3 separate regions of the Mus musculus genome follow, and regions 1 and 3 are each linked to region 2. Evidence: chromatin contacts called from public HiChIP or PLAC-seq and promoter capture Hi-C data. All regions are on one chromosome and are shown on one strand. The core of a region is the stretch at or near the end of the contact, and the rest is flanking DNA. Distances in the headings are between cores, read along the strand shown.

Evidence for each region. HiChIP or PLAC-seq counts read pairs in DNA pulled down with a chosen protein or histone mark. Capture Hi-C pulls out chosen DNA fragments and counts their contacts.
Region 1: an HNF4G HiChIP or PLAC-seq map of pancreatic cancer cells shows a contact between it and region 2. The contact joins the promoter of 1700001O22Rik here to the promoter of Slc27a4 in region 2. A contact is called at or near these places in 2 of 39 promoter capture datasets (erythroid cells and pre-B cells), 1 of 115 datasets of contacts at active chromatin or transcription factors (pancreatic cancer cells) and 1 of 9 other capture datasets (liver).
Region 3: a promoter capture Hi-C map of adipose tissue shows a contact between it and region 2, with 2.6 times the contacts expected there. The contact joins the promoter of 6530402F18Rik here to the promoter of Slc27a4 in region 2.

The regions. Positions count from the first base shown.
Region 1 is chr2:30,799,949-30,803,700 of GRCm38.p6, forward strand. 1700001O22Rik (RIKEN cDNA 1700001O22 gene) reads right to left here and starts at 1,789. Exons shown (of 7, transcript NM_198000.3): 1 at 1,192-1,789; 2 at 966-1,053; 3 at 776-868. The coding sequence starts at 1,609.
Region 2 is chr2:29,801,293-29,805,068 of GRCm38.p6, forward strand. It overlaps Slc27a4 (solute carrier family 27 (fatty acid transporter), member 4), which reads left to right and starts at 1,342. Exons shown (of 13, transcript NM_011989.5): 1 at 1,342-1,668; 2 at 2,868-3,034. The coding sequence starts at 2,874.
Region 3 is chr2:29,251,206-29,254,997 of GRCm38.p6, forward strand. 6530402F18Rik (RIKEN cDNA 6530402F18 gene) reads right to left here and starts at 1,788. Exons shown (of 2, transcript NR_029460.1): 1 at 1,260-1,788.

The DNA.
Region 1 (3,752 bases), core at 539-3,038, 1.0 Mb after region 2:
CTTCACCCTGCACTTGTGCTCCAGCCTGTTTAAACCTGTTGTTTCCTTCCCCCTCTCCATTAAGAGCTCTTTAGCATCCAATTCCAGGTATTAATGTGGGTTAATGTCAGGGATCTTTCTTGGTTCCGTCTCTCATTGTCTGTTCCTCTAGCATCTGATACACAGTAAAACTTCATACATGGGTAATGCTTCTAAATGAGAGAAGAGTTCAGCAGCAGGTGGATTCAGGTCTGGATCTCAGCTGGGTAGCTGGATGGCTATGCAGACAACCATGTAAGCGTGTGGGTGGCTTTATTACTAGCGGAGAGATGATTGGCATCCTGGGTTTATATGAATGAAAGGATAGCTGTCAGGCAGCTATAGCCAGAGGGGATTTCTGAATAAACAAAAGACTGGCTGTCTGGCAGTCCAGCAGTTTGGGGGCAGTTATGAGTTCATGGCCAGTTAGATGCTTCGATGGCTAGGTGGATGGAGATTCACAATAGCTTATAGAAGACCTGGTTTGTGAGTAAGGGGTTAGGTGCGTGAAAGGATGGATAGGTGAGTGGATCGATAGATACACGGTAAATCCATTACTAAATGTCTGGAAACAAGGGAGCGAACGAATGCCTTCCTGTTCCCATTCCCAGAACTCATGGCTTGGGGAAATGATAGAAGTGATTGTTAGGCAAGCCTATGACCTCCTTTCCATCCCCCAAGCCCACGTGATGGTGGGAGGAGAGAGTCAACGCTACAAAATTATAGCACGTGTGTACTCACAACAGCTACTACTCACGGATGGGCCTTTTTGGCTCTGGCAAGTTCACCTCTTGGGAGCCCCAGGGTAGTCTTCTCTTTAAAATTGTTGTCCCAGTGCAATGGTTTGTCCCTCAAAGAGAAAGAAGTCACAGCTGATGTGAGCAGAGGCCCACCTTGGTAGCACTCAAGGCAACCCCTCCTTCATCAAGAGGGTCCCCTCCGCTTACCACAGGTCTGGGAGGAATAAGCAGCTGGAAGACCGAGAAGCTAGGCAGTGATTTGATGTACTCCTAGGGTTATGTGGCGCTGAGGGTGCTGGGTGGGGACAACAGGAGGAGGAAGGAAAGGAGAAGGGGGAGGAGGAGAGCCCGTTGAGATGGAGACAGTCCTCGCTTGGGAACCCCAGACTCCGCGCACACACACCCACTCCCCACCCCATCCCCCCGGCCTCACGGTCCGCCTCTGGGTCTGCGCTCTCGGCGCTCAGGTGGTGCAGGAAGTGGCGGAACTTGTTGGGCAGCAGCTTCCCCAGCAGCGTGCCCAGGGAGTCAGGGTTGTCGCGGGCTGCAGGCTGCCGGTTCCCCCGAGTTCCCGCCTCCCGGGCCGAGCTGCTCGGCTGCAGCGACGGCAGTAGCAGTGCGCGCGCGGTCCCACGGTCTCGCCGAGCGTTCGGGGACTCGGGGGACCCGCAAGGCAGGCGCTGGGACTTGCGGTCCCGCCGCCACGCGCCGTCTACATCTCGCCCCACACGGCCTTCGAGCATTGGCAGCAGCATCGGCAGCCGCTTAACAGGGCGGCGCTGGGTGGTCCCGTCGGGATATCCCTTGGGCTTGTAGGCCGGGGTCCCCTCCATGGACTGGCGCCGGAACATCCTGAGTCAGAGCTCGGCTCAGGACACCTTCGCGCCCGGGGGACGCGCAGGGGCGAGCGGGGCCGCAGGAAGGTCGTATTCCAGCCCGCAGTCCATAGCGCCGGGAAGGGGCAGCAGAAGCCGACTCCGGCAGGACCCTAGCCTGCTGTGTCCCGGCGCAAAGGCGGTGAGGGCGGGAACGCCAGCCCTTTGGGGCGGCTGTGACGTTGACATGAGCTAGAGCACGCGGAGCGCCTGGCACAGTGCAGAGCTCTCTGCACCTGCTGGCCTAAGACCGCCTTTCCTATCACTTAGCACACTTGGGAGAGGGTTTGTCTAGAATGTGCAAGAAACTGAGCGTGGCGGCCCATGCCTGTGATTTCAGCACTTGGGAGGCAGTTGCATAGGCTAGAGAAACAGATCAGCGAGAGGACCGGACTTAGATTCCCATACCGTATATACAGAACAACTCACAGCCTCCAGTGCCAAAGTTATCCGCCACTCTTCTAGCCTCAAGGTCACCAGGCACGCACAAAATGCACTGCCATGGAGGCAAAACACTCATACTCATATTTTTTTTTTTTAAATTAAGGCTATTGTCAGGAAGTGGTGGCACATGCTTTTAATCCCAGCACTCAGGAGGCTGAAGCTGGTGGATCTCAGAGTTCGAGGCCAGCCTGGTCTACAAAGTGAGTTTCAGGACTAAACAGAGAAACCTTGTCTTGAAAAACAAAACAAAACAAAAAACCTCAAGGCTATTAAGTGTGGTAGTGCACAGCTTTAGCTCTAGCACTTGGGAGGCAGAGGCAGGCATCTCTCTCAGTTTGTGGCTACCCTGGTCTACATATGAATTCCAGGCCAGCCAGAGCTACATAGTAAGAACCTGTCTCAAACACAGGGCAATGGTGGCACACACCTTTAACCCCAGCACTTGGGAGGCAGAGGTAGGCGGATTTCTGAGTTCAAGGCCAGCCTGGTCTACAGAGTGAGTTCCAGGACAGCCAGGGTTACACAGAGAAACCCTGCCTCAAAAACAAAACAAAACAAAAACCAAAACAAGAGAGAGAGAGAGAGAGAGAGAGAGAGAGAGAGAACCTGTCTCAAAATAAACAATTCAAGGTTGTGCTTGGCTATATACCAACTTCAAGGTCAGCGTGGGCTAAATGAAATCCTGTCTAAAAAATATGATTTAGAACAGTGTTTCTCAACCTGTGGGTTGTGACCCTTGTGAGGGTCACAACGGCCTTTTCACAGGGGTCACCTAAGACCATCAGAAAACACAGATATTTACATTACAATTCACAACAGTAGCAACATTACAGTTACAGTTAGAGGTTGCAATGGAAATAGTTATATATTTGGGGTCAACACAGCATGAGGGAGCGTGCATAGGGAGGCTGAGAACCACTGACTTAGCGTTTTGTTTCTGCTCCAATCCTTAATAGTCTTGAGATCTGGGCAACCAGAGAGCTTTCCCCTAAAGACTAGGACAAAGCCTGCATCTGACTCTTTGTTCAATTAATTCCTTTTGGGGAAGTCTCCCTACAAGGCACAATCCATCATTCCCCTGCCTCTGTTTTCCAAGTCCTGGGTCACCCCTGGCAGCTCACACATGACTTACGGGCATAGCAGGAGAAGGCGTGGGAGGGCTAGACCTCCTACTGAAATTGTAGACTTCCAGTTTGTAAACTCTGATGGGGAAGTCACTCTCAGATCAGGACCAGGCTGCAGATACACATGACTTTCTCCCACCTCCTACCCCAGATGCTGACAGTGGATCTGGGGAGGAGCCAAGACCATGTTTGGTGCCCCTTCCCCAAGGCTGGGGATGAGACAGAGAGCCTGGATAAGTGTTCCACCATCCAGCCACATCCAGCCAAGACACAGATTCTGAGCATCATCCCAGTTAGGGAGTAAAGGCCCAGTCCCTTGAGCTCTGACACTGGCATCTCCGGCTTGCTTCTTCCCAAAGCTGTCATCACCTCTAAAAGGATCCTAGGATATCACACTCACCTGCTGGGTGAGGCCACAGAAGGTCCTGTAAGTTTAGAGCCCCCTGACAGGTGGGCTATTTGCTGGGAGAGCCCATCTTTCCACCTGCTCCCTCTGACAGCTCTGCCCAGGTGCCTGAAAGTGTTCTTAGAGTCATTGTGATCCGATCTTA
Region 2 (3,776 bases), core at 92-2,591:
CCAGGCTGGCCTCGAACTCAGAGATTCATTTGCCTTTGCCTCCCGAGTGCTGGGGTTAAAGGTGTGTGCCACCACCACCGCTGTGCTTGATCCCCTAAAGCCCACCTTTAATCCATAAGAAGGCACAGATTTGGAACTCTCTGCTGAGAACATGATTCTCTTGTTGGTCTGTGATGCACATGTCTATGAACATGGGGCACCTGCTATTATAGCCCTAGAGACATCCTTTAGCTTACTATCCAGCCTCTCCAATGGATGCAATCCTGAGCAGGTCCAGACCATCTTCATACCAAAATGTCATCTGTAATCCCTATAAACAGACCTTGAAGGTTGCCCCTTCCCCCCTTAAGAACTTGACTAGGTTGAGTCATTGAAGGGGCTATTTAAGAACAGAGGCAGTAATAGGCACGTTGCATAGTCACCCCAGAACTTTTCAGAGGCTCTCAATCCAACGGCTGTGAGTCTAGACCCTTGCCCACAGCCTGACAAAGCTCACAGTTTACAAAGGAACCAGTGTTCGGGAGTGTTATCAGTCAGGGTTAAAGTTAGTTACACAGGCTTTAAATCCTGACCTTTGAGGAGATCCCCTGAAGCTACTCCTCCTGGCTCTTCAGTTCTTTTTGAACCTTGCAAAGGTACTGAAAACTGTAAAAGTCCTGAGGGAACAATCATACTCAGCTGTGGTGAATGACCATTCCAGAATGGTCTAGAAGCCCAATGCCCTGTGTATTCTGCCAGAATCCAGCTTTTTTTTTTTTTCAGCAAGTGGTATTGAACATTTGCTAAATTCTATTTCAAGACAAATGTAGTAGTTAATGTCTGTAATGCCAGCGCTCTGGGCTGAAGTAGATTAACTACAGCAAGATCCAGGGCAAAGTTACTACCCTGTTTCAAAAAACAAACAGGACTGACAAGGTGGATCAGGAAAAGGTGCCTGTTCCCAAGACTGAGGGCCAAGCCTAGTAACCTTAGTATGATCCCTGGAGCCCATGGTGTAAGAACAGAACCAACTCCCACGAGTTGTCCTCTGACCACACAGGGTCTTTGGCATATGTATCTACACATACACAAATAAGCAAACAAATGTAAATAATAATAATAAGTTAAACAAATTCTACTTGGGCCTTAGCTTCTGGCTATGTATTCTCAAATGGTCTGTGGGCGGGTTTATGCTACCTGGATCCCCTGGTCCAGGAAATGGCAGAGAGGAACGACCCAAGGAGCACTGCCTGACCAGGGCAACTTCAGCAGCCTGAACAAGCTAGACTACTAGGACTACAACTCCCAGCATGCCGTGCGGCTCAGCCTACCACTCCCAGCGGGCCGGGCGGCTGCGGAGGCAGTGGTGCGCGCAGGGCTGGAGGGGCTGGGCGGTGTCGGGCGCGCTGGGGCTGGGTTGCGCTGAGGTGCACGGACTCAGAAGCTCGCCCTCTGCGGGGACGGCACAGAAGGCGGTGCTGCCGGCTGGCACAGCCGGTGCGGGTGCGGGAGGCGGGTGGGGGTGGAGCGGGGCAGAGGTACAGACCCTACAAGGACGAGGAGTGGGCCAGACGCACCGAGGCTCGGCTGTGTGTGCCCCGGGGCGGCCGATGCCCCCAGCGCACCGCACTCCGCTGCCGCAACCGGGCCGCATCCTGACGGGGCGCCGCGCCGCGCAGCCGCAGCCGGGTGAGCTAAGGCGGGGACGGCGGCTTTCTGAGCGGGGAAAATGTGCCAGGCCGAGCAGGGGGAGACGGCGGTGCCGGCTCGGACTGAGGGGCGCGCCCTCCTTCTCCCAACCCCGAGAACGCTCTGATGTCCTGGCTATCTAGAGGCAATCGGTCCGTGGCGCCCCTCCTGTCCTGTCTCCTCTCTCAGCGGTCTTGGACCGGCTCCTAGCTTGCTTTTTGACTGCCTCTGTCAGAGAGCTAAGGATCTTAGCGATCCTGCGGTAGTCCTCCCACCCATTGCTTTATGCTTTTCTCCAGAAGGCAGTCTCATAAGGGATTCCCTGTGTTCCAGGCCGTGGTCCTCCGCCTAGCTTGGAGATATTCAGGCTACTTCATATCTTTGACCTTCCTCTCTTCCCAAGAAAAGCAATCCATTAGCAGTCCTCTTGACTAAATCCATAAAGAAGAGGGAATAGAGCGTGGGCCTTAATCTCTGCCCTGGGCTTCAACACAGCCTTTCCCCTTCTCAGCCCTAGTCCTCAAAGATCCATCTGAATGTGTGGGTACTTCCAAATCCTTTTCCTGTCCAACAATCACCTCTTTCCACCCTACCCCTGGGCTGTCACCTCTCAGGCCCCTCCTGCCTCTAAGCCATTTGCTGGCTCGCCCTCTATGGACCGGTAGAGGCACAACGCTACCTTGAGTCTGTGGGCCAGAGACTGTGCAGGGCTCCCTTCCCAGGAAGCTGCCCTTTTTGGTGTTGTCATTTCCAGAACCTCCTGGAGTCCCTAGGAGAGACACTTCTATCAGCACCTGTCTCCCGGCCATCTGGTTAGGTTGCTTGAATATCGGTGAATGGACTGTCCTGTTTGGGTTAGAAAGGTTCTAAGAACAAGTCTTACTAGCCCAATGCATAGAGCAAGGTGCTATGGCCTGAAGTAGGAAAGGGGCTAGCACAAGGTCACTTGACAAGGTGGTCAAAGATAGAACCAGAAGCTAGATCATCCTCTTGTTTCTTAACCCCAGAGCTGTAGATTTCAAGGCCCCTCCAACTTGGCATGGAACCAAAGCCTTGAACCTTTTTTAAGCCACCCCTTTTAAGGTGACTAGGCAATCCCCATAGGCTGACCCTTTGGGCTCATACTGAAGTGGCTGCTGGTGCAGAAGTAGCGGCCCCTAAAGAAGGAATTGTGTCTCCTAACCACCTTGTACCTGCAGGTCACAATGCTACTTGGAGCATCTCTGGTGGGGGCGCTACTGTTCTCCAAGCTAGTGCTGAAGCTGCCCTGGACCCAGGTGGGATTCTCCCTGTTGCTCCTGTACTTGGGGTCTGGTGGCTGGCGTTTCATCCGGGTCTTCATCAAGACGGTCAGGAGAGATATCTTGTGAGTACCATATCTAGCCTCCCTTGGGGTCTCAACTGTGCTGGGCTTTACCAGCCATTATCCCTGCCAGCACAAGACATCTGGGTTATTAAAGGAACAGTGTCTTCTCTTTGCCCTTCTCCTGGCATACCTAGAACTTTCATCTCCAAGGTCAAGGTCTCAAGGAATCTCCTAACCCCGAGACTCCTTGACCTGGGGCACAAATCAAAGCAGATCTGTTGAAAGATGTGTCTGAGAAGGGTCACGAGGACACTGTTCATGGCAAGGTGAAGAAGACCCCAGAGGAAAAGGACCTTTCCTTAGGTTGGCACAGCCTGAAAGAGCCCAGGGGGACACTGGATGCTAGCACAAATCCTGAGTTAGACAGCTGGGAGAAATTGCTCCTAGCTGCTCTATGCTAGGCTGGTTCTGAGGGTCAGAGAGGAAGAAGCTCAGACTTTTAGGAGGTAAGAAAGGGACGAAGTAACTCCCTAAACTGTCTGTGCTATTGCTGCAGAGACCCTGGTGGTCTTGCTCACTCCTGTGTTCTAGTACCCGGAAAAGGGAGCCTTGCCTAGAATGGACAGCTCAGTGTTTGTCAGTCTGGGCTGACTATAAGAGGTGTCTAGTGGCCCCACAGGAGCTGTGGGAGCATGGGATAAAGAGAGCAAGCCCCAGGTGAGGAACTTGGGCGGGAAACCCAAGAGGTCTCCTGAAGGGAAAGGACTCTCTGTTTGAAAGGTGCTGTGCAGGTGGGGGAGGG
Region 3 (3,792 bases), core at 538-3,037, 550 kb before region 2:
GCTGGACAAAAGGTAGAAGAATTACCCAAGCTGAAACTTGCTTTGGAGGCCGTAGGAAGGATCGGGAAGGGAAGGGGAACCCCACGGCCGGCGGTTACCTCCCCTCCACCCCCACCCCGCCCTGGGTTGTCCCACGCTCACCGCTGCCTTGGTGGACGTTCGGGTTCGGGTGTCCCGGTGTCCCCAGTTCTGGGAAGGGAGCTTTCTCCAGACTCTGGTTTCTCCCTGTCACCCTCACAGCGGCTGGGAGGGCCCCAAAAAGTTGGGCTCTTGGGGGCGGGGCAGAACACCCAGCTCTGAGGACGTATAGCTGAGGCCGCCTCGTGTAGGTCCCTGAGGACGGGCGGGGCTAGCCTGAGGCCCGCAGACACCCAGGAGTCTGGCTGAGTCCGCGCTGAGCTCGGGCGCGTAGACAGTGGCGTGCACCGCACATAGAGCACAAACCGCCGCTGCGTTTTGCCTTTCCGAAGTTCGGTGCAAACCACCGGCGCAATTAATAATCACGCCTTTAATAAAGGCCAGGCTAGCATCCAGGCTGCCCCCTCATTTGACATCGCCTCCCTTAATTAAAAGACACCGAGCAAAGCTCCAGGGAATTATTCGCATTCTTTTTCCCGGCGCTGCTCCGCGGAGACCCTGTCGCCGCCATCCCCCAGCAAAGACCCGCAACTTACTCCGAAACGGGCGGACCCGAGATCTGGAGGTCCACTTCCCGTCTTTGCTCTCCCTGGAGTGCGACTCTCCACGGTGGTGGAGCCCCCTTCTCCGCCTGCCGACCCCCTCCACAGCACCGAAAGAAGTTTCTAACCTGACTGGCCAAGAGTTCTCCTTGCGCCTTTAGAGCCCAGAGGAGACTAAATTAGGGAGGGGAGCGCCGGCGGAGAAGGGTTAATTTACTTTTCATAGACACGAGTAAGCAGCGTTATTGCAACAGCCCATCCCCTCCCCACACAGGCGCTCGGATAGAAAAAGACGAGCTGGGTGGCGGGGAGCCCAGAGAGAAGACTAGCTACTCTACTTCTTAAAGATGCTGCACCCGGCGCGCACACACACCCCTCTTCCGCGGCTCCAGCCCTCCTTTAGTAGCAGCCGCCACCAGATAACTTTGCGTCCGAACCTCGGCTAGGAGGCTCCGAGTGACTCCCTGGTCCGGGGAGAACTGGCACCGTCGCCGAAGCCTTTTCAAAATGAAAGCACCCTGGCGAAACTGCGGCGCTTCCGTCCCCGCCCGCCGCCCCGGCGCTCCCCGCTCGCCTTACCCGGGCTCGGAGCAGCTTCCCGGAGCGAGCCCCGAGAGGCCGGAGACCGCCACCCTCTGGCTGGTGCTGGGTGGGCGCACGGGCCGCAGGGTTGAGAGCTGGAGACTCCTGCCCCGCGCCGCCGCTGCGGTGGCCACCCTCAGATCTGGGCTGGGGAACCCTCGGGCCGCCGGGGGGCCCGCCCGCAGCCGTCCCGGAGACGCGGGCCAGGGAAGGGGGCCAACCGCGCGGCTTGCATGGCCCTCCCGGGCCGATCGGGAGGTCGCTGTTAACAAGTGCAAACTTTTGGGGCCCCCTGGGCAGCCAGGGGAGAACCTGCACGCGCGCCCCACTCAGCCCCTGGCCTGGGTGGGCTTCGCCGCTGCTGGTCCAGGCGCCTGAACATCCCCCTGGCGCGGCGCCGGCCAGATGGCGGGGCGCCTCACCGCCCCCCTGCACTCCGCTCCAAGTTAATGCCGAGGCTAAATCCTCTTGCCATCACTCACGGTCACCATCGGGGCTTTTATCTCCCGGTCTGATCCGGGCTGCGTAACTTCCTCTGTGTGGCTTTAACACACCATCCCACCACGGAGCAACGGTCTTCTTAAAGGTGCAGGAAGGAAATACTGCGAGGCTCCGGGGACGAGCTCGGCCCGGGGAGGGGCGCGGCGAACAGGGGTGTCCCGGCGGGCCCGCGGCCAGGGTGGCCCCAGCAGGCGGCCGCCGGAGTGAGCCTGCTGTGGGGGGTCGCTGCCTACACATCGCCTGTCGGCCCGAGGACCAACCGGTCCCTGAGCTCGGGGTGCATCCTCAGCGGACTCGGGTCAGGCACAGCGGAGCTGCATCTCCCTTCTTCCCAACTGTGGGGCCTGACTCGGTGCCAGCGCCCAGGGGTGTGGGGGCTGCCCCATCGGCACCAGGGAGGGGGCCAAGTGAGTCAGCCCCCACCCCCCACAGCCAGGGCTCTAGGCTGCTGCTCCTCGGTTTCTGTCTCTTTCTCTCTGTGTGAAGCGCTGCCACCCAGAAGGCCCTGAGCAGTGGGTAAAGGGGTGGGTGGGTGGATTTGGGGAGCTGGGGAGGGGGAGCGCTCTGAGCGCACAACCAAAGCATGAATACCAGCTGACACATCGCCGCCTCCAGCCTGATGGGCCCTGCTTTTGACGGAGAAGCCAAGCCAGCTCTGCAGGGAGCGCAGAGTAGGGGGGCAGGAGGGCCTTTGCTAAGGAGCTCTCTGCCTTCCTGGGGCAGGCCTGGGAGGACCACGTGGGAGGACTCCAGCAGATGCCGGGCAGAGGCCACTGAGTTGACTGCCCTAGGACAGCCCTGTGCTCTCTTCAGCCCCCTGGAGGCTTCCTGCCAGGCTGTGTGCAGGCTGTAAGAGTGCTTCCTGGTATTCCCAGGGGCGCTTTGTGGGTCTTTTGGGGGTGCTCCTGGTCCCCTTTGGGTGGGTTCTTGCTGCAGTATTTACGGAGATGTCATTTGGATGCATCAAGAACAAAGGACCTAGAGGGGGTGGGGTGGGGGGAGAGAGAGAGAGAGAGAGAGAGAGAGAGAGGGAGAGAGAGAGAGAGAGAGGGAGAGGGAGAGAGAGAGAGAGACTGGTCCAAGGTCACAGAGGGTGTCACTAGGTTGGCTTGTACCTCAGCCCCCACCCCACTGCCTCCACTCACACCCACTTTAACCCTTCCCTACTCCCAACATCTCCCCCTAAATCTTAACAGAGGGTTGTTCTGTTGGTTATAACATTTGGAATTTTGTGACAAAGCAAGCAGGAAATGAAGAATTAAAGATTGTCATTGGTAATAATGATGATGATAATAATAACAAACAATTTATAGAGTGCCTTTCATGTCAGACTGCATGCAAAGTGGCCTGTGTGCACTGGTCCCTAGTTCTTCCCCAAGCTGTGTGACTTAACCTCAACTTGGAGTTTAGAGACCTTAAGTGGCTTGGCCAAGGTCATGCAACTAAGTAAGATTTTGGTTTGGGAGATGGATCTTCATGTTCTTAATTGGATGCTCCCCCACTGACTGGCTTGCTGGATTATTTGTGGCATGACACAAGTTCTTTCAGAGCCTCAGTTTCCCTGTCTGTCGAGTGTGACTGGCAAGACCTTTCTTTTCTGAGTGCCAACTTGAACACATCCTCAGATTTCAAAGAAGGGCCACCCCACCAAGCTGTCCAGGAAAGCAGATGCAGGCCAATGTCCTCTCCCCTAATACACACATATTCCTATCCTGGCCTCAGTGTCTCCAACCAGAGGGAACTCCTTGGAGGAAGCAGGCAGACCACAGCCTCTCAGATTGTAAGCATTTGTGCCTCAGGCAACAGTGAAGGGCACACTGTGGGGCTTCTGCCCAGGGTGAGTGATGACCCTGTAGGCCTTTGGCCTGCTGTCTCCCCCAGGCAGGGCCATCAATCCCCAGCAGTGCCCTGCTGTTACATCATACAGTGTCTGGATGCCTTCAACAAGGCATGGAGAAGGATGCTTTTAACTTCCAGTTCAGATGACCCGGGACCCTGGGCTGGCTCTACTGAGTTTCAGGATGGCTCT